6 separate regions of the Mus musculus genome follow, and all the other regions are linked to region 1. Evidence: chromatin contacts called from public promoter capture Hi-C and targeted proximity ligation data. All regions are on one chromosome and are shown on one strand. The core of a region is the stretch at or near the end of the contact, and the rest is flanking DNA. Distances in the headings are between cores, read along the strand shown.

Region 1 (3,469 bases), core at 468-2,967:
CAAAAGGAAAAGATAATAGCCACTTGAGGCACAGCAATACAATGCTACAAAGTATTTAATAGGTATGACTGTTTAAAAACCAACTTTCCAGACAAGTAAACTCTTTACTGGTCAAACACTCAAGAAACAATATAGTGGATACAACAAGAGCAGAAAGTGCTACAGGTTTTCTGTCAGAGGCCTTCCAAACACTTTACCAAAACCCTGGCTTTTTCTTGCCGGTTGTATAATCTGTTACTTAGAAAATTTTGACCAGTCTGAGAAGTTGTAAATCTGTAAAGGGAACAAAAATATTCCTTCTAAACCCTTTGTGGCTTATAGGCTACTTCCATCGAATCAGAGAGAACTGCACTTAATTCAAAACTCAGGACTGGAGCCAAACTGTGGTCAACTGACTGCAGGATGCCAACTTTTTTAGTGGACTAAAGACAAAGGCAAGAAAAACAATGTGGGTCTGGGTGTCTAATCATAAGACTCTGAGACTTACTGGATAGGAAACGTCTTAGCCTCATCAGGCAGAGCCTTACTTAAAATTAACGGAGATGCCCACAAGCACCCTTGTGGCCCAACACAACTTTCTGGCTTTTTTTGAATTACTGCTGATTATGCTGAAAGGTTTGAGTTGAAAGCCCGAACTTAGGGGACACACAAAGATGAGAGGTAAAGTTTATGGGGAAATAATCTGTCCGTATATTCAACAGACTTAAACCCGACTTCAGGTTACAAACATCGTTCCTTAAATTAGAGGTCTCTGATCTTTTACAGAACAAATCCCCAGTCTGAGACTGACGACAAGGAAGGAGGGGCACGCATTCTACCACCGTTCCGATGTTCAGTGTTCAAATCCTTCTAGTGAGGAAACAGGGATAAGGTGCTTCCCTTTCCACGTCGCATCTAGGAGCCGGGGGCACGGAAAAGAAGCAAGTCCTTAGAGGAGTCGGAGACGGCGCTGCGAATAAAGCCAGCTCGTCCCTCCCGCGCCCCGGCATGGCTGCCGGAGCCTGTTGCCTTTCCAGGCTCCGATCCCCCCCCCCCCCAAAGGCGGGAAGAGGATCCCCCAGGACCCTCGGAGGCTATGTCCGTGGCCGCTGCCAGCGACAACACCGCGTCCCGCACCTTCCGACCCGCTAGGCGCGCTTGGGGGGAGGGGGGGGGCAGCCGCAGGCCCGAGCTCCAGGCCCCGCATCCCGCGCCCCGCCAGCGGCCCATCCCGAGCACAGCGGGGCGCAGCCCTGGACACCCAGCCTCGTCCCGGGGCGCCGGCTGCTCGCGCCCGGGCTCCCCGCGGGGCGCCTCACCTGCTTGCCCCGGTAGAACAGGCGCTGGCACTCGGGCCTTACATCGAAGAGCGCCCAGACCCGCTCGCGCAGCTCCTCGATGGTGGCTTTGCGAGAAACGTCCTCGATGGTGCGCGTCTGGGAGCCGTCGATGGTGCGGACCTGGATCCACATCGCGGCGGCACGGGGACAGGGGACCAAGCCCCTTTGTCTGGCCCTGCGCTCGGGCCGCCGCGCCGCGCCCCGCCCGGTCCCCGCCGCCTCCCCGGGAGGATCCGGTTCTCTGCGGCGGCGACTCGGCGAACGCGGGTGCGGGCGAGGACTGACGCTCTTAGACCGCGCGACCGCCCGCCCGCCCCTCCTCGGTGGAAGGAAACCGGAACCCGCCCGAGGTGCGAGCGCAGCCCGCGCCTCACAAATAGGAAGGAGCCATGGCTCGGCGGCGCGCACTGTTTACTTATAGAGATGCAGCTCCCACATGGAGGTCACGGCGCCAACCCGGATCTCGCGAGATCCACGCGGGGCTCCGCCCCACGCACAGCCTGGGGGGCGCTAATATGGGAGGGGGCGGGGCCTCCAGAGCCGTTACTCGGAGGAGGGCGGGGTTGGGCAGGCTCGCCGAGGCCAGCTCGCCCTGTGCCCTCGTTGTCGTTGGTCACCTCGCAGTCTCCTGAGGCCTAGACTCCATGGTCTCAAAAACGCACGAACAATAGCTAGCCGTGCTGCGCGCTGGCGTGAGCAAGAAATGGGGATGCAGCCTACGTTCCCGAGACTTCACACCAGGGTGTGCGCCCGCCACGCGGCCTCTCCCGGGGCGCGTCGGCTTGATGGACGTGCTTCCCGCCGAGGAAACCCGCTTCCGGGAGGCCCCAGGGCAGAGGCCTCGCACCCACGTTTCCCGACCGGAGAGCCGGAGCGGGAGCTGGACCTGACCGAGTGGGCCTTCTGCGCTAAGGGCGCCTTTAGCCGCAGGGATCCTGGCTTTGCAGGACTGTACACCTCCGATCCAAAAATCCGGAGATCCCAGGGCGGGATACGGCCCCCACACTCAGGGGACCCATCCAAAAATGGAAGACTTAAGAGAGAAAGCAAAGCAAACGCATTATCTTACATTCACCGGTATCCGTAATGTCAGTACTAATCATTCCCATGAGGATAAGAGGCACAACTTTGTAACAACCAAATTGATTAGTCAAGATGGCCTAAATGGAAATACAGGAAGAGTGAAATGTGCGTCAGCTCGAGATATGAATATATATATATATACCTAGAGCCTCTAAGTTACCTCGACAGCTTCCTAGTTAACTAAAACATTTAGTTGATAAGGCAACAGATACATCTGAGAACATCTAATCTGACCCATGAAGGGATCAACTATTTGTTGTTACAAGGATATGCTAGGGTCTCGGGCTGTTATTCGTGGTGCACTGCCAACGGTGTGCTGCAGTCTGAAGCCTTGAGTCTTGGGCTCACGGGTTGGGACGCGCGAGAATTGCAGTCTTTCTGTTTAACTGTGATCTTGAACAAACTGCTTCAATTTCCTCCAGGTAAAATAGTGCTCATAAACACCGAGGGAATGTTAGCTTCCTTGCCACTCCCTTAGTAGCACACAAGAAGGTATTTTAGAGCTTTTGTTATTAAGAGAATTTAGATAAACTGGGAATATTCAAAGAAGATAGGGTGCTTAAGCAAAGACTGGGAGTGCATTTTCACACATCAGAAGACACTACACTTCTGAGAGAGGTTGACTAAATAATGAAGGGCAAGTGTGAACATTAGCATTCAAAGACTTTTGTAGGCCTCCCGGGGAAACCTGGGCTTTTTGAAATGTGCATTGATGTGTTTAAGTATTTAGAATGACAATAGAACAGAGTGCGGAAGGAGGCCTTAGGGAAAAAAGCAAGCTGTGGGAAGGTGAGAGAGGCTGAAATTTAGCCAAGAGCCAACTGTTGTCCATTTTGGAAAAATTAGAGATAGTGAGAAGAATAAATTGTTGAGTGTTCTAGGAAACCCAGCTCCTGAAAGTTGTAGAATTTGTGAATGTGAAAAGGGAAGAAAATGGAATGAGTTCCATTTGAGTTGTGTGGCATTTGAAATATATCTCAAATGTGCCTACAGTGGAGATGCCTGGTAGTTGAAAAGAACTGTCTAAGAGAGTGAAGGGAAGAAGGAGTTTCTGAGAGGAGGAAAGT
Region 2 (3,469 bases), core at 313-2,812, 2.7 Mb before region 1:
TTACGTCGGTTTAAACACACAAAACTACTTCTACCCTCAAATGTGCACCGTCCATGCTGACGATGACTATGCTTATAAAGTTATGCAAATCAGTCCACAAGTCACATTTCAGAAAAATCTTCCAATGCAACCCAGGAAACTAAAAACAATCACTGCAAGATTCTGAGGCAACATGCCTACGTGCAGCACGGACTTTCATTTTAATCTCATCTACACCCTAGATCTAGGGCCCAAGTCACGATCTAATCGAAATATGCACAACCCAAAGCGTCTATTTTTTTTTTTTTTTTTAGTTCATTTAGAAGGCTGGATTGACGAGCTCGCTAATCCAGTGTACAGTACTCTGTATTACCGGACAATAGATTTTAAGAAGAGACCACAGAGCTCGACAAGAAAACAATCCGTGCCTTGACACTTGCAAGGAGGCATGAGTTCCGTCTAGCCGAACACTCCCTAGGTTGAATACACTGGAAGAGACACAATATGCACGATCTAGAAATGCGCCCAGAATTAAACGTTATAGTCACCCCAACTACAGAAATTTTTCGCATCCGTCTACTCCCACGTTATCAGAGTGACAGAAAAGCAAAGAGGAACAGCCGCAGAAATGGATACAGGTCAAGTCTAAGTCGAATCCATCCTCTTGATATCTCCTTTTGTTTCTGCTAACGATCTCTTTGATGATGGCTGTCATGTCTGGGAGCCTGTGGCTGAAGAAAAAGGAGGAGAGAGATGGCAGAAGCTGCTGGTGGCGAGGCTTCTTCTGCAGGATGGAAATGGCTCTGGACTTGGCGGTCGCTGATGCCCCTCGCTCTGCTGCCGCTTGGCCCTGGACCGCAGCCGGGTAATGGCTGCTGCGGCGGCTGCTGGATGGTTGCAGAGACTGGGCCTGCTTCTCCTCAGCAGCCAGAGGCCTGGCAGCCGAGGCAGCGGAATGGGGAGAAGACGGATAATCCTCGCAGCGGCTGCCTCCTCCGGCGGCCTCCGGAGCCCGGGCCAGGGGGGGTGCGGCGGCGGCGGACGGGAGGCTTAACACCGGCCCGGGTCCCTGGACGTGCCGCCGCCGCCGCCGCCGTGTTGGAGGCAGGAGAAGGGGAGAGAGCAACTCTCCGGCGTTCCCAGCCCTGGCAATGGTGACAGGCGACTCCGACCCCCTCCCCGGAGCCGCGGCCGCCGCCGCCGCTTCTCCCCCCCGCTCCAGGAGCGGGAGGTGCAGCCGCCGAGCCTGCGCCGGCTCCCGCTCGAGCCCACGGCTTCTTCCACCGTCTCTCTCCGAAGCTGCTCAGAAGCTGCCCGGTTAGAACAGACGACGAGGAGGCGAGGCCCGCCGCCGCTGCCGCCGCCGCCGCCCGGCCGGCTCCCCGAGGGCGCTGCCCCCGCGGCTGCTCACAGGCGCTGAGAGGGGCTCTGGGCCGTGGCCGCCGCCGTCTCTCATCTCCCTCGCCTGCGCCGGGCCTGGCCTCACAGCGGCTCAACTCTCAAACTTCCATCATGGCTGCAGCTTCCGAGAGGAGAGAGCTGAGCGCAGCCGCGTCCCGACGCCCAAGCGCGTATCCTGCCGCAGTGCACAAAGAGTCCCGCCACATCACCGTGCGCCGGCCAGCCCGCCCCCTCCGCCGCCCCGCCGGGAGAGCAGGGCGCCTCGGAAAGCCGGAGGGGAGGCGGGAGGCGGGCGGGAGGCGGGCGCTGAGCCGGGGACGGGGCGGGGCGGGGCGGGGCGTCGGAAGGGACAGGGGCGGGGAACGCCGCGGAGCATGCCCAGTGTGTCCGCGGCTCGCTCCCGGAGCTACGCCGGCTTTGGCCTCAGCGCAGAGAGACCCGGCAAAGGTACAACAGGCTGGGGCCGAGTGAGGGTGCGCTGAGCACAATCGCTGACCGCTCACAGGTGGATCGCACTAGCTGACCGCCTTGGTCGGTGCTCCGGGAGCCTCAGGGGCAGGATTATCCTTCCTGCGTCTGTCCCTGCGTTTCTTCGGAACGGCTTTCATTCCCTGCCCTGCGCTGTGGTCAGATTGCAGTGCTTCGCTAGGATTTGTCGGCGACAGTCTTTACCTAGATAACACACCTCTCCCCCTCACGGTGTCCTCAAGGTGTCAGTCTTTGCACAAAGAACAACCCCTATTGTGTCTCCCGCGTGGGTCACCTCATCGGGCTCCGGTTCCCTGCCCCGCCTCTTGCTTCCCAGGCAGCTGGGTTCATTTGCCCGAAAGATGAACGCTCCCAGCCAAGCATGATGATTGTGCATACGGGGCGTGTACATTCACATCTCCCCTGAGTTTCCAGGGCCCAAAGGACACCCCTGGTTGGACAAAGTGGGTCTCCGTGAATAGAGTGCACCTCACACACACCCCTCCACCGCCCGGTGATGAGACCCGCAGCTCCCCGCAGCGGTGGGTCTACCGGATCACAGCCAAGCTCAGTCTTCAAAGAGCTAAGCCCCCACCCCCAATCCCCACTTCGTGGCCGCTATGAAAACCCGGCAGAATTGGATCGCGATGGCCAGGTTCTGACCCTGTCGGACCTTGCATGTTCGAGGACCCGGTTACTGAGCCCGGGTGTGGAGTATGGGACGTTCGGAAGCTGCAGCCAGCGAGTGGGCGGGGCGAGCAGGCCTGGGAGGGCTCAAAGGCGAGGTGGAAGGATACATGAGCCGCGGTCGGAACTACTTTCAGGAGGAGGTCACGTGTGGTCCTAGTTGGGGAACTTTCCAAATTCCCATTCCCCTATCTGTGTGCTCCTGGGGCAGGAGCTTGGTCCCCTCTGCTCTATTAGGTGATCGCCCCCGCCTCCTTCTCCCGTGTGGTCTGCTGGACCCCTCTCTTGCCGGATCGGAGCAGAGAATAGCATCCACGAGCCGTCCGCAGGAGCGCTGTCGGGGCCGAGCGCCTGGGGAGCTGGTTACACAAGCAGCCACATCCAAGCACGTGCCCCCGCCACCCCTCTCTGCTGGCCGCCGCCGGTTTGTGCACGCTGACGCGGAGAGTCCCCAAGCTGTTCCTCCCTTTCGCTTGTAACCCATAGAGCTAGCCAGAAGGCCGGGACACGAGACTCCTGTTCTGGATCTGCCCACACCGCGCGTTCCCAACCGTGGGAGAAGAGGCCGGGCCCTAGGGGGAGGCGCGGGGCGGGGGTGGGGGGGATTGACGCATCTCCTTCGCTTAATGAGGTGAACCCTTTCTAGATCTGTACTCGCGGGGCAAAAGGGTATCTCCTGTTGCTGCTGGCTGGTTAGGCTTACCGATGTTGCAACAAACTTCCAGTCACTGCCCCTGAACTGGTGAGCGCGCCCCACCTACCGTAGACTCAGCCAAGTGACTTATCTGAGCACCTAGTCAATGGCTGTCAGCCCAGAACAAACCTGTCAAGTAAAAGCTTACTGCCGGGATTGGCTGACCTGTCGCGGTTGAGAGAGCTGGTTCAGAAATGCTGATAACTAGCGTACAGCCCCTCCTCCCCCACCAACCAGCCA
Region 3 (3,469 bases), core at 557-3,056, 2.6 Mb after region 1:
ATTGGTCACAATAGAGCCCTGCAACTCCGTTCCTTCATGGAATATCTATGGAATTTGCTTTCATAAGCCTCTTGTAACTGTATAATATTAAATATTGAGGGGAAGTTATAATACATCCTTCACATGGTACTTCTAAAAAGGATCAACTGTGGTATTTTCCACTTTCTTCAAATAGGTATTGCTGGCCATTTACACCAACTCAAGCAACAGGCTTTTCTGCCATGACCTCCCTTTGTAAATTTTGTATACTTAGTAGCCGTTGTAAATCCTCAAGGCACAAAAGTGGCTAGGTCTTGGCCTCAGGAGCTCTAGCAAGGGTGTAAAGGCTAAAACAGCTGTAACTGCCTTTCTAGTGCTTCAAGGCAGGAAATAGCCAGACCCCCCCCCCCACACACACATGTGCCCTTGACTTCCCTAATGGTCATCTTTTAAAGGCTGTAATAGCCATTCCCAGCCCAGGTCTCGCCGTACAAGAAAAAAGTAAAATAAAATCCCAGACCACCCTGGAAAGTAACCCCCCACCCCAGAATCCTGATATATTTCCCCATCCCCCAATTCTGCCCAGTTCTCTGTTGCTTCTCTTCCAAGCAGGGCAACCACCCTCCTTAGCTTTTCCCTCCAAATTAATCCCTTGCCTGAGCTTAGTTGTGCAGCAAGACTTTGTGGTATTCCTTGGCTCCTGACTGCCAGGATACCTTTTGGAGCAGAACTGTCACAGGGAAAATTTTCTATGAGCCAGAGCAAAGCTGTAACACCTGCATCAGGGAAACTTTCCCAGCAGCTGAAGCCTTCCCCTAACAGAGCCGTAACACTTAAAGATGTGTTACCAGCGACACAAGAGACAGTGTCCACAGGGAATTATAGTCTCTAAGCTTATTTGCAAGCTATCTTAACAAACTGACAAGTGTTCTCACAACAAAGACGGAAGAGAATGAAAGGCAGGGGCAGGAGTCAGGTATAAGCCAAGGAACGTCTGAAGCACCAGATGCTGAAGATACATGGGACGTCCACTCACTCCTTGGGGCTTCAAAAAGGGCCCCCTGCTCAACCAACTAACATCTGCATTTCAGAACAGTTAGGCAGTAAGGTTCTGTTGTTTGGCGCGACGTGGGATCCCCTGGAACTGCCGCCATGTAGGTGCTGGGAAATGAACCCAAGTCCTCTCCAAGAGCAGAAAACAGCTTAGCCATCTCTGCAGCCCCCAAGACCAAGTTTGTTTCTATTGCTTCCTCGCTAAAATGGAGTAATACCTTAAATATATATCCTAAAGTGGAACCGTGGGGGAAAAAATGCATGCCCAAGAACGGGCCTACATTAAAAACGCCACACACACATTTATGGAAAGAGCTTTTCACAATATTTGACTGTGCTCCGTTCTTTACACTTATGGTTCCCGAGGGATCTAATTTATCCGGAGATTCGCAGCTAGGGTGGGAAATAAGGGAGACATGGGTGTTGGCAAACACGATTACAACAGAAGAGACTCCGGTACAGCTTTTACCCTCCAGGCTAGACTAACGACGCAAACAGACACTAACGAGCGAGCTGTCCCAACGCTAACCCAGCTTGCAGACTTCGCTGTCTTTTAACTCCTTCAGGACCTGGGTGGCCCTCGCGAGAACCCGCGTCGTTCCCAGAAATCTGCAGGCTCAAGCGTCACTTTCCCAAGCCACGGACTCGTCTTCCACGGGACGGATCCCTTCGAGGGCCAAAACTCATGCAGCCCTCTCAGACGAGAGGTGTGGCGAAAATGGACCAACAGGAACTACGGATTTCGTGTTTCCTAAGCTCCACCCCTTGACCCCAGTACCAGGACGTAACGCTACAATCAGCGGATCCGGGGCGGGGCAGAACGCGGAAGCGGAAGCGGAAGCGGCGGGGGGTGGTGGCGGAACTCTGCGAGTTTCTGCCCCACGTGTGCGGTGAGTGTTGTGGAGAGTTTGGTGCGGGAAGTGTGGGGCGAGTGTCCGCCGGCCGCTCGGGAGCGGGGAGCTCTGCGGGGTGGTGGGCGAGCGGCGTCTTCAGCTCCATCTCCGGGACGGTCTACCTGGCCGCTTCTCTGGCCCGGAGTTGGAGGAACCCTGGCGAGGGCAGGGGTTAAGCCCTCTCTGTTAACTTGATTATTGTAGAGCTAAAGGAACAAGTTTCGCTGTCAAACTCCGGCCTGTGCGAGTCACAGTCAGCCCACTCGTCCCGTGTCAGACGTTGTGCATAGGAGCAGTGCAGGGAAAACTGAAGCGATCCATAAGCCAAGCATGATGGGAGGCAAGAGTATTTTAAACAGAGGCAGTGGGATGTCCCGGAGGTGGAAGTCAGGAGTAAGGCGCGGACTGGACAAAGAGGAAGGTAGAACTGTGGAGCCTTGGTGTCGAGTCTCTTTATTTTTGTGTAGTGGGAAGTATTTTGCTTTGTGTTCCTAGGCATATAAAATAATGAAGGATTATTAGAAAAGATCGGGAGGCTCATGGTAGGTCTTGACTCTCTTAAGGAGATTTTTGATGATTTGCATTGAGTGTTGGTAGTAGAGACAGAGGTATCTTTAAGGAGACTGCAGGATAACTTACTGTTGGGTACACGATGACTACCAAAGAAGTGAACATCAGGAGCCGTGCTCCAGTTTTCTCTCTGCGAAGTGGAGTAGATGGTCCCCGTTGAATACAGCAGGAATAGACAGGGAGAGAAAGATAGTAATTTGTAGTGGAATGCAGAGGATTGTGTCTCAGACATTAAGCATAAGACGCCAGTTATATACATAATCAAGAAGTGTTGAGGACTCAGGTCTGTGTAGGACGTTATCTCAGGGTCCCAAGGCTGCACAGTCTAGAATACCTAATTTGCTTGTCTTGCTCTTGGATTAGCCGTTAATTTGATTGCTTAGTAACTTGGTGAACAGTGCTTTAAGTGACCAGGGTTAACATCATCATGACTGCCGCATAGCTTTGTCACTGTGAGAGCAGCACTTCTTTGCTGTCATGTGCCACCCCTTCCCCTGGCCCAAGCATAACCTCAGTCTAATAATGAAAATCTTAAACTCCCAAAGGGGACATAACCTGGAAAAAAGGACATGAGGTGGCTACATTAACTGTATCTTGGAATAGGAAGAGGACAGGAATGAGAAAATTGATTTCCAAATAAACCCTGTGTTATACTAGTGTTATTTTCATAAGTTTCATTACACTGTCTTATTAAGTTGTCAGTGGGGAAGCTGGGTAATAGATCTATAGGCTCTATATCGTTTTAACTCTAATGTAAGAGGCATAGTTTTAAAATAGAGTATGTAAATAAGGTTTTTCTAGACAGCTACATGTGAGGGCCATTGGCACAATTGCTTAGCATGTGGTAGTACATGAAACCTACATGCAGAAATGCAAATGCGAATGTGATGTCTTACCAGGTAATAAAATGAAAAAGTGAAAAAGAGATGCCCCGCAGGAAGCTGAGCAGGTCCTGTGCTGGAATTATAGATCTG
Region 4 (3,469 bases), core at 505-3,004, 2.5 Mb before region 1:
AGTGCCCAGTGTACAGGATGCTCGGCACACAGAAAGCGTTACCGTTTGCCGCAACAGCTAAAACATTTTCCGAAGGAAAACTCACCACTCTAGAAAAGCCACAAATCTGGATACTGGGCCTGACTAGTTCACCACTATATAAGGGTGATGAAGGGGACACACTCTTGGCTTCTTCACCTGTGAAATGAGGATTCCACTACTTGTGCCCCGAAATCCCGAAGCCGTATAATAATGGAATAAGTAGGTGAGGTAATATACATGTGACTACGGACCACAGCTACAACAAGGGAAACTACAGCAAACACAAGAACGAAACAGGGTACCCTAACCCTAAGTAAGGCTTAAAGAGGCTTTGAGGAGCAGCTTCCTAAAAAATCCTTGTAAATGTCGAAACACAGGAAAAGATGTTGTTAACAACAACAACAACAAAAAAGCCAAAAGTCCTGTGATCCCAGCCCTCAGGAGGCAGAGGCAGGTGGATCTCTGTGAAGCCAGCATAGCCTACAAAGCGAGTCCAGGACAACCAGGGCTGAGAAACCCTGTGTCAAAAAAACAAAACAACAAAACTCCCAATTCTCACAAGCAGTTTGGGAGGAAGAAAGTTCTATATTATTAAGTGCGCCCAGGTGTTAAACTACTTGCCAGGAAGGGAAAAGAAGCTAGGTTGGCACTCGGGGGGATAACGCGATTTGGGAATGTGGAATGTAAAACGAGAAGCGATACTTTCTTTCCCCTCCTTCTAGCTGGGTCTCCAGCGTCCCCTACTGCACTCTTGCGCAGAAAATGCTAGGAATTCACACCTGATGAGTGAATGGACAAGCGTATTACTAAAACAACAGAGACAACCAAGTCCACATCCTGGGTCCCGAGAACGCAAGCGGGAAAGGGAGGTGACAAAAAGGGACACGAGGGGAGGCTGGATGAGGGAGTCCGCAGTCTAGGGAAGGCGGAGCGCGCTGTCACCTGAGACGTCGGGAGGTGGCAGTCCTGGGTGGTAATGCTGCCACAACCCCTGGAGGAAGGCGGCGCTGCTGTCCACACAGCGGTGCTTGGAGCTGGTGATCAGCCGCAGGCGGTCGTAGTTCTCCCGGCTGAAGAGGTCTGGGAAGAGGGCAGCCAGACGCAGGGCCAGCTGTCGCATGTCCTGCCGCCCCTTCTCCACCAGCTGCCCGTCCATCCAGTCACCGTACCACAGCGGCCACTCGGCCAGCGCGGCGGCCACTTGGCTCCCGCCATCCCGGGACTCGCGGGTCTGCAGCAGCCCCTGCAGCTGCTTCAGCTTGCGGATCTGCTTGGTCGTAGGGTAGCGGGTGCCGTGACGGATGAGGGCGACCAGCTGCACCGGGGTGCAGGTCCCCGCCAGCAGCTCCGGGTCCCGCCGCGGCGCCACCGGATCGACCAGCAGCCAGGGGTTGGCATCTTCGTAGCGTGTCTTCGTGCCGAAGTAGGGGCTGAGCACCGAAGCCACCGGGTCGCCGCGCCCCGGGAGAGAGCAGCGCGCGAACGACGAGAGCAGCGCCGCAGCCAGGACCGCGGCGGGCGCTACCGAGGCCGGGAGGTGGCTGCGCGCGCCGCGAAGCATCGTGCCCGGGGGCCCCGCGGAGGGCGGCGCGCCGCTTGCCGACCCCCACTTCCGGATCCGCCGGCGGGGGCGGGAGCAGAGCGCACTTCCGGCCCGGGAACCTCAGAAGGCAAGCGTGGTCTCCGGTGCTGTCACCGAGCGAGTGTGGCCGATCGTCTCGGAGCTTCGGTGTGGACAAGTGGAGAGGCGGAAACCTCCGACGAGCGTGTGACACCGGGCGCAGGTGGAGCCGGCGTCAGTTGACCCGGAGCGTGGGCGACTGTCCGGCAGCTTGGCGCCTCAGGAACCGATTCAAAGATTCCTGAGCTGTTTAGGTTTTTCGGTGTGGTAAAAGAGCACACATGAATCCTTTCCTTTTTCTAGTAGGTAGCCCGGCTTCTACCAAAAGAGAAGCTATAGGAGATGGCTTTTGTCCCTTACGGTGTGTTTTCAACATGTGGCCCCTGAACGATCAGTCTCAAGATCCCTCGAGAAAGAACGTCTGTGGCCTTTGCTTACAAGATACCTCCTGAAGCACACGCCCTCCCCCGACCCTCTTGTTAAGAGTTTGAAAATAAGCAGGACACCTCAGAGCCATGAATTTAGAAAGGGGCTTATTCCTTCAGAAATTTAAGCCCTGGGCTTCAATTTAAGTATGATTTTAATGTAGGCTAGAGCTGACACACCACCTCAAGATTGTAAGCTTGTTTATGCCAAAGGCCATTGAGAGAATAGAAACAGCCGTCCTTATAATTTGAGCACACTGAATCATGGCCTCACAGATGCACTCCATTATTAAATATGACCTCATCACTGTATGGAGGAAACACCCATATTCTCCCATGTAGTTAGATATGCAAATCAGTTGAGATTTTAAAATGTGCATGTGTGAACTAGCATGACTATATGTACAACATTTGTGAGCCCACGAAGGCTAGAATAAAGCGTTGGAGTCCCTAGAACGGGAGTTTCAGGCTGTTGTGAGCTGTCATGTGTACTGTAAACTAAACTGGGGTCTTTTTCAAAACCATTAAGCACTCAGTCACTGAGTCAACCCCAACAGTTGAGTGTCTGTCAGGCCACATAGCTCCGAATCTTGGACTCAAAAATCTTGAATCTAAATACCTTGTTTGTTTGTTTTTTTCCTACCCAAACCTCAGTATGTATGACAATTAAGGAAGATTATTAAATGATAAAATGATCCAAACCCAAGGAGATTTTAACCACATTGGCCACATTGGATCTTTCTCATAAGGACAGTTACCATCTGTACTTAATGGTACAGAAAATTGTACTGTTAAGCACTGACCAAGAAGAAAATGTTATAAAAATCCAGAGTAAATTCCAACTTGAATGCTGAAATTTTAAGGCTCAGGAGTGGGGGAATTCTAACAGAACTGTGCTTTTTTTTTTTTTTTTGATATGTCATTTTGTAGTGTTTAAATGACTAAAAATTCGTGACCAGTCTTACTTTTCACAGGAGGTTACTTAAATTAGTATTCATTGAATTTTAAGCCTTACACCTTATAGACTAAGGTGCTTGCGTTGTTATTTGTTTTCAGTATAAGACATTTTTTTCAATTGTACTTTGATAGTTTACAAAGCAGTAGGTTTCCTTGTGCCCTTTTCATACATGCTTAGTTTTTGCTGAACCTCCTCCAGCCCTGACCTCTCCTCCATGGCCCAGCTTGGATCCCCTACTTAAGCCCTTTCCCAGTGTCCCTCATTCCTTATCAAATGTGTTCTAGAACCATGCCCACTCCTCACCCTTACAAAGTTTCCTTTGTTCTTCCTGGGCCCCTTTTTAGTTTCCTAGTGTCAACAAGCACTCACATATATACACTAAAATCCAAACATGAGAGAGAATGTGTTTGCTTTTTTAAGCCTAAATGTCTTCCAGTTCTATCA
Region 5 (3,469 bases), core at 271-2,770, 2.4 Mb before region 1:
CCTTGGGAGCTTGTTAACCAGGTTTCAGGACCGACCCCACTAGTGGCGTTTCTGATTCTGTAGGTTTAGGTGTGGTCGTGAATGTGTCGTTCTAACGAATTCTCGGGTAATGAGGATGCGGGCCCAGAGATTCCAGGACCCCAGGTGACACCATCACCATCCAAGCTAACCAGCAGCAGGAGAAAAGCATGGAGGAGAGCGACGGCTGTCCAAACATCTTTCGCCACCTTCATCCTCCGTCGCCGGGAATGGGTCAGAACAGGGAAGCAGCAGGAGGAGCGATGCCAGCGCCTTAGGAACGGGAACTCCTCTTCCCAACTTCCGCCCCTGGGGAAAAGCAGAAGCCATCAGCTCCAAGAGAGCGGCTCTCCAATTCTTAGCCGTTAGGTTCTGGCTCTGGAGACAGCCGGTCCTCCCGGTGTCACCGGCGTCGCAGTACCCTCGCTGTACCCCCGCTGTAGACTGGCGGACTGCATGCAGGTGAGGGCGGGGGCCTGTGCCTGGTGGGGAGGCAAATGGACTAGAGTCTGCCCGGATCCCGGACCCTTCTTCGTCTACGGCCCCGGAGAGCTGAAGATGGCTGCCCCGGAGCTCCGCGGACAGTCACGTGTCTCGCAGGCACGGCCGTTCCCCCCTCCCCGCCCCCAGACCAGACCCTGCAGGGTAGCGCGTCCCGGGCGACCCATGCCACGGTGGTACGAGCGGTCGGCCCAGAAGGCCGGAGCTACTGGAGGCTGCTGTCTCTGCCGCGAGATCACCGTCCTGGTACCGGGTTCCACTGCCCGAGCTGGAGATCTGCCGGCGACCCGCACCCCGTGGGGCCATTGGGCATGCGCAGTGCTCCGGCCCTGGTGCGGCGCTCTCCAGGTTTTCGCCGCAGCTCCGAGAGGCGGCGGGAGGTGGGGCCCGGACGGACTAGGGGGGAGGGCCCGGTTCTTCCCGAGAACTCCTGGGCCTTCACGCTGCCTGGGGCTGCGCGATTTAGGAAGCCTGCAGACCCCTGATTTGGGGGGGGGGGGGGGGGGGAGATGGTGGTTTTAAGGATTAGAGCTTCGGAAAAATGTCCCGAAGAGTTTGAGGTTCATCCATTTTAAATGATCAATCATAAGGGAGTCACAAGTGTCGCAGCTCTTGGGCTTGGTGGGAAAGAAAATGCCAGTGTAGTTCGCCAACAGCTGTCCCCGTAGGTAGTTTCACCAAGGCTGAGTTTGTGTCCCCAACCTTCTAGCCGCCTTTTGCCGCACAACTCTCGGGCTGGCTCCTAATAGGGCTTCTGATCCCGGAGGATGAAACCCACCATCTTTCTCTTCTCGTGGTTGGGGGGTGGTGGGGGCGAAAGGGAACCGCATCTCCAGTTCCCGTTTCTAGAAACAAAAAGGACTCCCCCCCCCCCCCGTCCCCACCCCCAGCACACCCCACGGCCAGCTGTCCTGCGGGACTCAGCTGGGTCCCTGGTCGAGCGTCCGCGGTCCCCGCCCCCTGGCCGCCGGGAACACCCGGAGGAACGGACTGGCGTCGCGCGGGAAGCCGACCCGGCTCCGCCGCGGACTGGGCATGCTCGGCAGCCCGAGGTTCCAAGTCAGAAGCCTTCTCGCCAGCTCGGCGGCGGCCGGAGCAGCGGCGGCGGGCTGCCGGCTGGACGGGAGCAGGGAGAGCCGGTTCGGGCGGGCTGCTCGTCCCGGGAGCCTGGCACGCGGACGGGAGAGCGGGATCGGGTGCAGAGTCCGCACGCCGCCCTGCCCCGGTTTCGTTCCGCGGCGCGGGGCTCGGCGCGTGGAAAGAATTCCGGCGGCTGCCACGACTCGCGTGCAAGTGAGTCGCGGGGCGGGGGTGGAGGGCCGGCCTCCGGGTCGCGAGCGGCTGGATCTGACCCGAGTCTCTCGGGCCAGGCCTGACCTCGGTTGACGGCGGGCGGGCAGCCGGGGCGAGGGGGCGTGAGCGCATACCGCGCGGTGTCGCGCGTACCTGGCGTGCGGTCCCCCGCGGCCGCTCGTGGGGGTGGGCGCGGGGGAGCGCTCTGGCGGCCGCGATCCCGGCTCCGAGGGGGCGGGCCGCCGGCGGGGCTCCCCCGCCAACTTGGGCGGGGAGGAAGGAGGAGGCGTCCGTGGGCACCTTTCCGAGGTGCTGCGTGCGGGCTGGAAGGCTGCCTGGTGTCACATTGAGGCGAGCGGACGGTAGCGGGGCCTGAGAGCCCGGGACTGAGGACCTTTCCAGGTGGAAGCCAGCCAGAGGTCCCGTAGTGCTTAGGGGTGGACCCCCAAAATCACAGCCCCACCCCCACAACCCTGGGCGGCAGAGTGACAGTTGGTACCTCCTGGCCTGATCGCAGCGGGGCCAAGAGTCCGCGGCTTTGGGATTCCCTTCAGCACGGCCCCTCGATGACCCCCAACGGCATAACAGGTGGGACCCCCCTTCCCGGAGGAGCGAGCCCCTTCCTTCCCAGGCGGTGTAACAGCCCCTGGCTCGCGACTATTCTGAGACCCCGCGTGTCCTCACCGCGTGGGGGTGTTAAAGGGTAAGGCCTGCAGGGGCATCTGCGTAGCTCTGGACGCGGTTCGTCCAGAGAATGAGGGGTCTGAGTGATCATAGGCGACTTGTCAAGGGCACATCAGTGGTAGCAGCGCTGCCTCTGCCCGGATTTTAAACCCACACTCCAACTGTCTTCCTTTGGTGGCCCCGGTGTCCTGGTCCATCTAACGGATTCTGGATAATGCTTGATCCTTTTTGACTGCCGGGCTAACAGTCGGGGTGGAGGATGCTATTGACCTGGGGAGCTGAGAGAATCCGGGCAGGTGCTTCTCGGATGTTTCATTTCACCTTCAGACAGGACCGAGTTCAGCGCTACACACATAAAAAAGACAGAAGGCTGGTTTCTGACGGGAAGTTTATTTTCAGTGTTCTGAGGCCTGCCTTCTGTCATCGCTTTCCTGAAATTTACCTTCTTCAGATTGGGGGTGTTTCTAGTTGGCTACCTGGTTATGGAAGTCGTGAATGCCTGTCTTGGTGTGCTGTCTGTCAACTCCTTACGCCTTGCCTTCTGGCACTAGGGGCTGAACATCAGCAGGGGTGGGGGCCAAGGGAGCAGAAAGGAGTGAGATTGATGAGGTCTGATCCTGGTGGAAGTTGCCTTCGATTTGGGAGGCAGTTTGGGTCTGAGGAGGCAGGGGAGAGGATGTCCAGGCGTTTCATTGGTCAGAGTGTTAAGTGTCCAAGGAAAAAGCCAGCTGGGGTTGGGTGCCGATGTGGTCAGTTTTTTTTTTTTTTTTTTTAAGGGAAGCCCAGGGATGTTTGGTGATTCAGCAGGTGGCAGGTTTCCAGCTCTGAAGCCTTGCCTTGGCCAAGCAAGCCAGCAAGCAAGCTGCAGAGCCTGTGCCCGCAGCTGGCGGTACCTAACTTTGGGGAAACCTCCCGGAGTGGCCTTCTTATGTGCACCAAGTCTTCCTTCTTGTTTTGCTTCCTGTTTCCTTCT
Region 6 (3,469 bases), core at 517-3,016, 2.0 Mb after region 1:
TGTTTTAACTTTAGTCCTTGGCTTGTTTTTTTTTTTTTTTTTTTCTCTTTCTCTTATTAACTACTATATTATAACTTATAACCAAGAATAGAACTCATTATAACTATGAAATTATCAAAGCTTACAGTATTACTGCTAAATCTATTGTTCTAATAGTTGGTTTCTAAAATGTCTTTTACCTAGCATTTCATGGCACAGAGAGGCAAGATAAAATGACGGCTTGTTTTCCCTAAAATGAGAATATTATGTATCCAATAGAACAGGTGTCAGGATTAAATGAGATAATGTATGTAAAACACTTAGCACAAGGTCTGGGGCACAGAAAGAGAGCTCAGCCTTATTTTAACAGGGAACTCATGCTGGCCCAAATCCCTCATGTGCCGGTGCAAAAATTAAGCCTCAAGAGGAGAACTGACTTCTTAAGGCTCTACTTCCAGTATGTTATTGTCTTGGATAAGCTGCTTAGCTGCAAATGTTGGGAGATTTTGGGTATTGGCGGGCCTGGGGGCACGTGCCTGCTGGACTCCAGTATGAGGAGAATTGGACGAATATGCTTGAACCATGAGGTTTCAGAAGCTGTGCCTTATCAACTCGAGTTTGAGGTGCCAGGTTGTGTGCTAATAATGTTCTCCATGGACAGAAGCCGTTCCCGTGTCCAACACAGCTCAAGAACAAGCTACCCCCAGGCTGTTAAGAAACCGATGCCAGCTAATAGGGCGATTGGTCTAGCTGGGATCCATCCCGTCAACTCTGAAAGGGTAGAGCCCCTTAAGGACCTACCGAGGGCTACTCTGAAAGGTCTAACCCACCCCTGTAGGGACCCTCATCCTCGGAAAGCTCGAATTCCCTTCCCCTTGGCACTTCCTCCCGGTCCTGCAGGGTGCTAACTTGGCGTCTCGGTTCCGCAGGGAGGTAGCGGCCGCGCCGAGCGAGATGGGTCACCGTTCGCGCGCCCAGGCTCTCGCTCCCTAAGATGGCGGCGGGAGCACCGCTCACACCCCGCCGCCCGCGCTCCTCAGGACCCCGCGGCCTCGGGAGGCGCGAGAAAGCGGAATTCGATGGAGGGGAGGGCAAAGCCGAGACCCTGGAGGCCCGCGCCGGCCGCAGAGAGTCTGGGAAAGGGATCACCCGCGAGGCATAAACGACCGACCGGGAAACACCACACTGGCGACCACGGAGAGGGAGGGGAGAAAAAAAAAAAAAAAAAAAAAAAACCTGAGCGGGGCGGGGGGAAGAGAGGAGAGAGAGGGGAGGAGCGCAGCACATCCGGGATATTAGCTGGGGCCGCCCAGGAAATGACGTACGCCCCGGGGTGGAGCCCGCTCTTCAAAGTGGGGTCTGCCTCCGCGGTAGCGCGCGTCTCACACAGTGTTGGCTCCGTCGTCACTCCCCCTCCCCTGGCTTCGCGCTTTTCCTCTCGCGGCTGCGGGGCGGCTGGGCACAGAGCTGGCGGCAGAGGCAGGCGGGGCTCCTTTGACGGAAAGTAGCCCTCGCCTCCAGACCCTCAGCTTTCCCCGGCGTCCTCCGTCCCGTTCCTCCAGGCAGACTCGCCCTGACCCCGGGCCCGCCAAGTCTTAAAGCGCACCTCGGGGGAAAAACCGACGTCGGAATCCCGACCGCAGCCCCCCGCCCGGGCTCCGAGCTGTCAGTCACGGCGCCGAAGCCGCTTCTTCCGGCGCTCTCGGGCCCGCCCTCTCCCCTCCTCCCTCCCCCCCGCCCCTCCCCGCGCGAGTGTCTCCCTCTCCCTCGCTCCCTCTCTCTCTCCCTCTCTCTCTCTTTTGTGAGTTATAGCAACCGTTGCCTTGTGAATCAAGCGCCATAGTCACCGTAGTCCTGGCGACTGTTACCCATCAACAACAACTACTCCTCTCCTCCTCCTCCTCCTCTTCCTCCTCCTCCTCCTCCCCACCACCACCATCTCCATCACCCACCAACAACACCACAATAATCCACAGCCAAGGTGAATATTCTTCGGTCTCTCTACATGTGTGTGGGAGCGTGTGTGTCCGTGCGTGTGTTCGTGTGTGCGAGCGAGCGTGGCTGTGCGGGGTCTCCCTCCTGACACCGGCTGCGGCCGCTTGAGGGGCTCGGTCCCGGGGGCTTGTTTACAATGGACCCGCGCGCGGCGGGCTCGGGGGTGTGGGCGCCGCGCGCCTGCCCGCCCGGCCTCGGCGCTCGGGGATGGAGCGGGAGCCGGGGCTGCGGGGCGAGCGGGCTAGGAAGCCGCCGCTGTCCGTCGCGGGTGTTGGAGCGTCCCCCCCAGGTCCGCGGGCGCCCAGGAGGAGGGGCAGGTGGAGAGAAGGGGCTCGCTTTCTCCCTCTCTCTTTCTTTAATTCGCTGCTTTGCAAAGCTGCCTGGTGGCTGCTGCTTTCCAAATCGAAATAGACAGCAGTGAGCAGGGGGGGTCCCCAAAAGGTGCTGCGCTGTGGTGGTTGTTGTTCACTTGCGGGGCCTTGTTGGGGGTTTTGTTATTTTTATCCTGGTACCTCGGTGAACTTTTCCCGAAGCCCGCTCCCTTCGTTTCGGCCCCTCTGTGCCTGCTGCTGAACGGACTGCACTTATTTGACCATCACTGGCCTCACGGGATTCTTTTTTTTTTTTTTTCTTTTAAAACTGTATTTTTCTTTGTGCTGCAAACAGTCTTAATATCCATTCAGCAGTCTTCTCCCCCCTTCCCCCCATTTGCACACACATTGAAACTAGGGGGCCTCTGCTGCTCTTGAGAGATTTTTTTTTTAAGTCTGTTTCTCTGTTTCTCTTCTCTCCTCTTTCCTCTCTTGTCTCTCCTCTGTCTCCTCTCCCTCTCCTCTCTCTCTCTCCCCCCTCCCCTTTTCGGGTTTGTGTGTGTGTGTGTGTGTGTGTGTGTGTGTGCTTGTGATTTAAACCGGATGCAGGGCATCTGTGCTACTTTGGTTAGTGGCTACTGACAGCGCTTTATCCTTCATGTGGAGATGGGAGGGGTAGTCCTGAGGTTCTGTTTCACTTTGATGCACCTCCCTCCCCACAGGAGAGTGTTAACAATTTTCATTGTGGTTTAGACTTTGTCTGTGATGAACAGGAAAAGGATATAAGGAAGCTTTGTGAGAACTCAGTTCACAACGCTATTTGTGACAGTTATGGTACTTTGAGAGTTTTTTTTTTTTTTTTTTTCCTTCTCCCATCTTCATCTCTATTCCTTTCCCTTGGAGAGTTGAAATTGAAGTCAAGTTGTTCATAAAGAATGTATGAAGCTTCTCAACTTGAAACGTGTGTATATTTCACTTTCTTTGTGGCTGTTAAGATCTAGGCATGTGTGTACTTAACATATTCTTTTTTGTTGACTTTTTGGTTTTCTTTGGACAATGATTTAAACCTGTTCAGAAGAAAAAAAAAACTTCCTTTTAAAGTGTTTCTTTAGAGGAAATAGTTGCCCTTGTAGATCTGAATACTTACCAGTTATGAAGTAGTATCGTCTTGATTAGAACCTGGC

Evidence for each region. Capture Hi-C pulls out chosen DNA fragments and counts their contacts.
Region 2: a promoter capture Hi-C map of liver shows a contact between it and region 1, with 4 times the contacts expected there. A contact is called at or near these places in 1 of 39 promoter capture datasets (liver), 1 of 130 datasets of targeted methods (astrocytes) and 1 of 9 other capture datasets (liver).
Region 3: a promoter capture Hi-C map of liver shows a contact between it and region 1, with 5 times the contacts expected there. A contact is called at or near these places in 2 of 39 promoter capture datasets (liver and pre-B cells), 3 of 484 Hi-C or Micro-C datasets (CD4 T cells and CD8 T cells) and 2 of 9 other capture datasets (adipose tissue and liver).
Region 4: a targeted proximity ligation map of astrocytes shows a contact between it and region 1, with 5 times the contacts expected there. A contact is called at or near these places in 2 of 39 promoter capture datasets (hippocampal neurons and pre-B cells), 1 of 130 datasets of targeted methods (astrocytes) and 1 of 9 other capture datasets (liver).
Region 5: a contact with region 1 is called in a targeted proximity ligation map of astrocytes, with 4 times the contacts expected there. A contact is called at or near these places in 1 of 484 Hi-C or Micro-C datasets (embryonic stem cells), 1 of 130 datasets of targeted methods (astrocytes) and 1 of 9 other capture datasets (liver).
Region 6: a promoter capture Hi-C map of liver shows a contact between it and region 1, with 7 times the contacts expected there. A contact is called at or near these places in 1 of 39 promoter capture datasets (pre-B cells), 2 of 484 Hi-C or Micro-C datasets (CD4 T cells and rod photoreceptor) and 1 of 9 other capture datasets (liver).

What each region holds. Positions count from the first base shown.
Region 1 is chr19:30,028,761-30,032,229 of GRCm38.p6, reverse strand. Uhrf2 (ubiquitin-like, containing PHD and RING finger domains 2) reads right to left here and starts at 1,717. Exons shown (of 16, transcript NM_144873.2): 1 at 1,299-1,717. The coding sequence starts at 1,451.
Region 2 is chr19:32,755,670-32,759,138 of GRCm38.p6, reverse strand. It overlaps Pten (phosphatase and tensin homolog), which reads right to left and starts at 1,562. Exons shown (of 9, transcript NM_008960.2): 1 at 616-1,562. The coding sequence starts at 694. It also overlaps the pseudogene Gm36566.
Region 3 is chr19:27,428,245-27,431,713 of GRCm38.p6, reverse strand. It overlaps Pum3 (pumilio RNA-binding family member 3), which reads left to right and starts at 1,806. Exons shown (of 18, transcript NM_177474.5): 1 at 1,806-1,922. C030016D13Rik (RIKEN cDNA C030016D13 gene) reads right to left here and starts at 1,677. Exons shown (of 1, transcript NR_027987.1): 1 at 1-1,677.
Region 4 is chr19:32,484,054-32,487,522 of GRCm38.p6, reverse strand. Minpp1 (multiple inositol polyphosphate histidine phosphatase 1) reads right to left here and starts at 1,754. Exons shown (of 5, transcript NM_010799.2): 1 at 964-1,754. The coding sequence starts at 1,582.
Region 5 is chr19:32,386,563-32,390,031 of GRCm38.p6, reverse strand. Sgms1 (sphingomyelin synthase 1) reads left to right here and starts at 1,520. Exons shown (of 10, transcript NM_144792.5): 1 at 1,520-1,812. It overlaps 2700046G09Rik (RIKEN cDNA 2700046G09 gene), which reads right to left and starts at 816. Exons shown (of 2, transcript NR_033198.1): 1 at 656-816; 2 at 1-327.
Region 6 is chr19:28,009,463-28,012,931 of GRCm38.p6, reverse strand. It overlaps Rfx3 (regulatory factor X, 3 (influences HLA class II expression)), which reads left to right and starts at 1,766. Exons shown (of 17, transcript NM_011265.3): 1 at 1,766-1,960.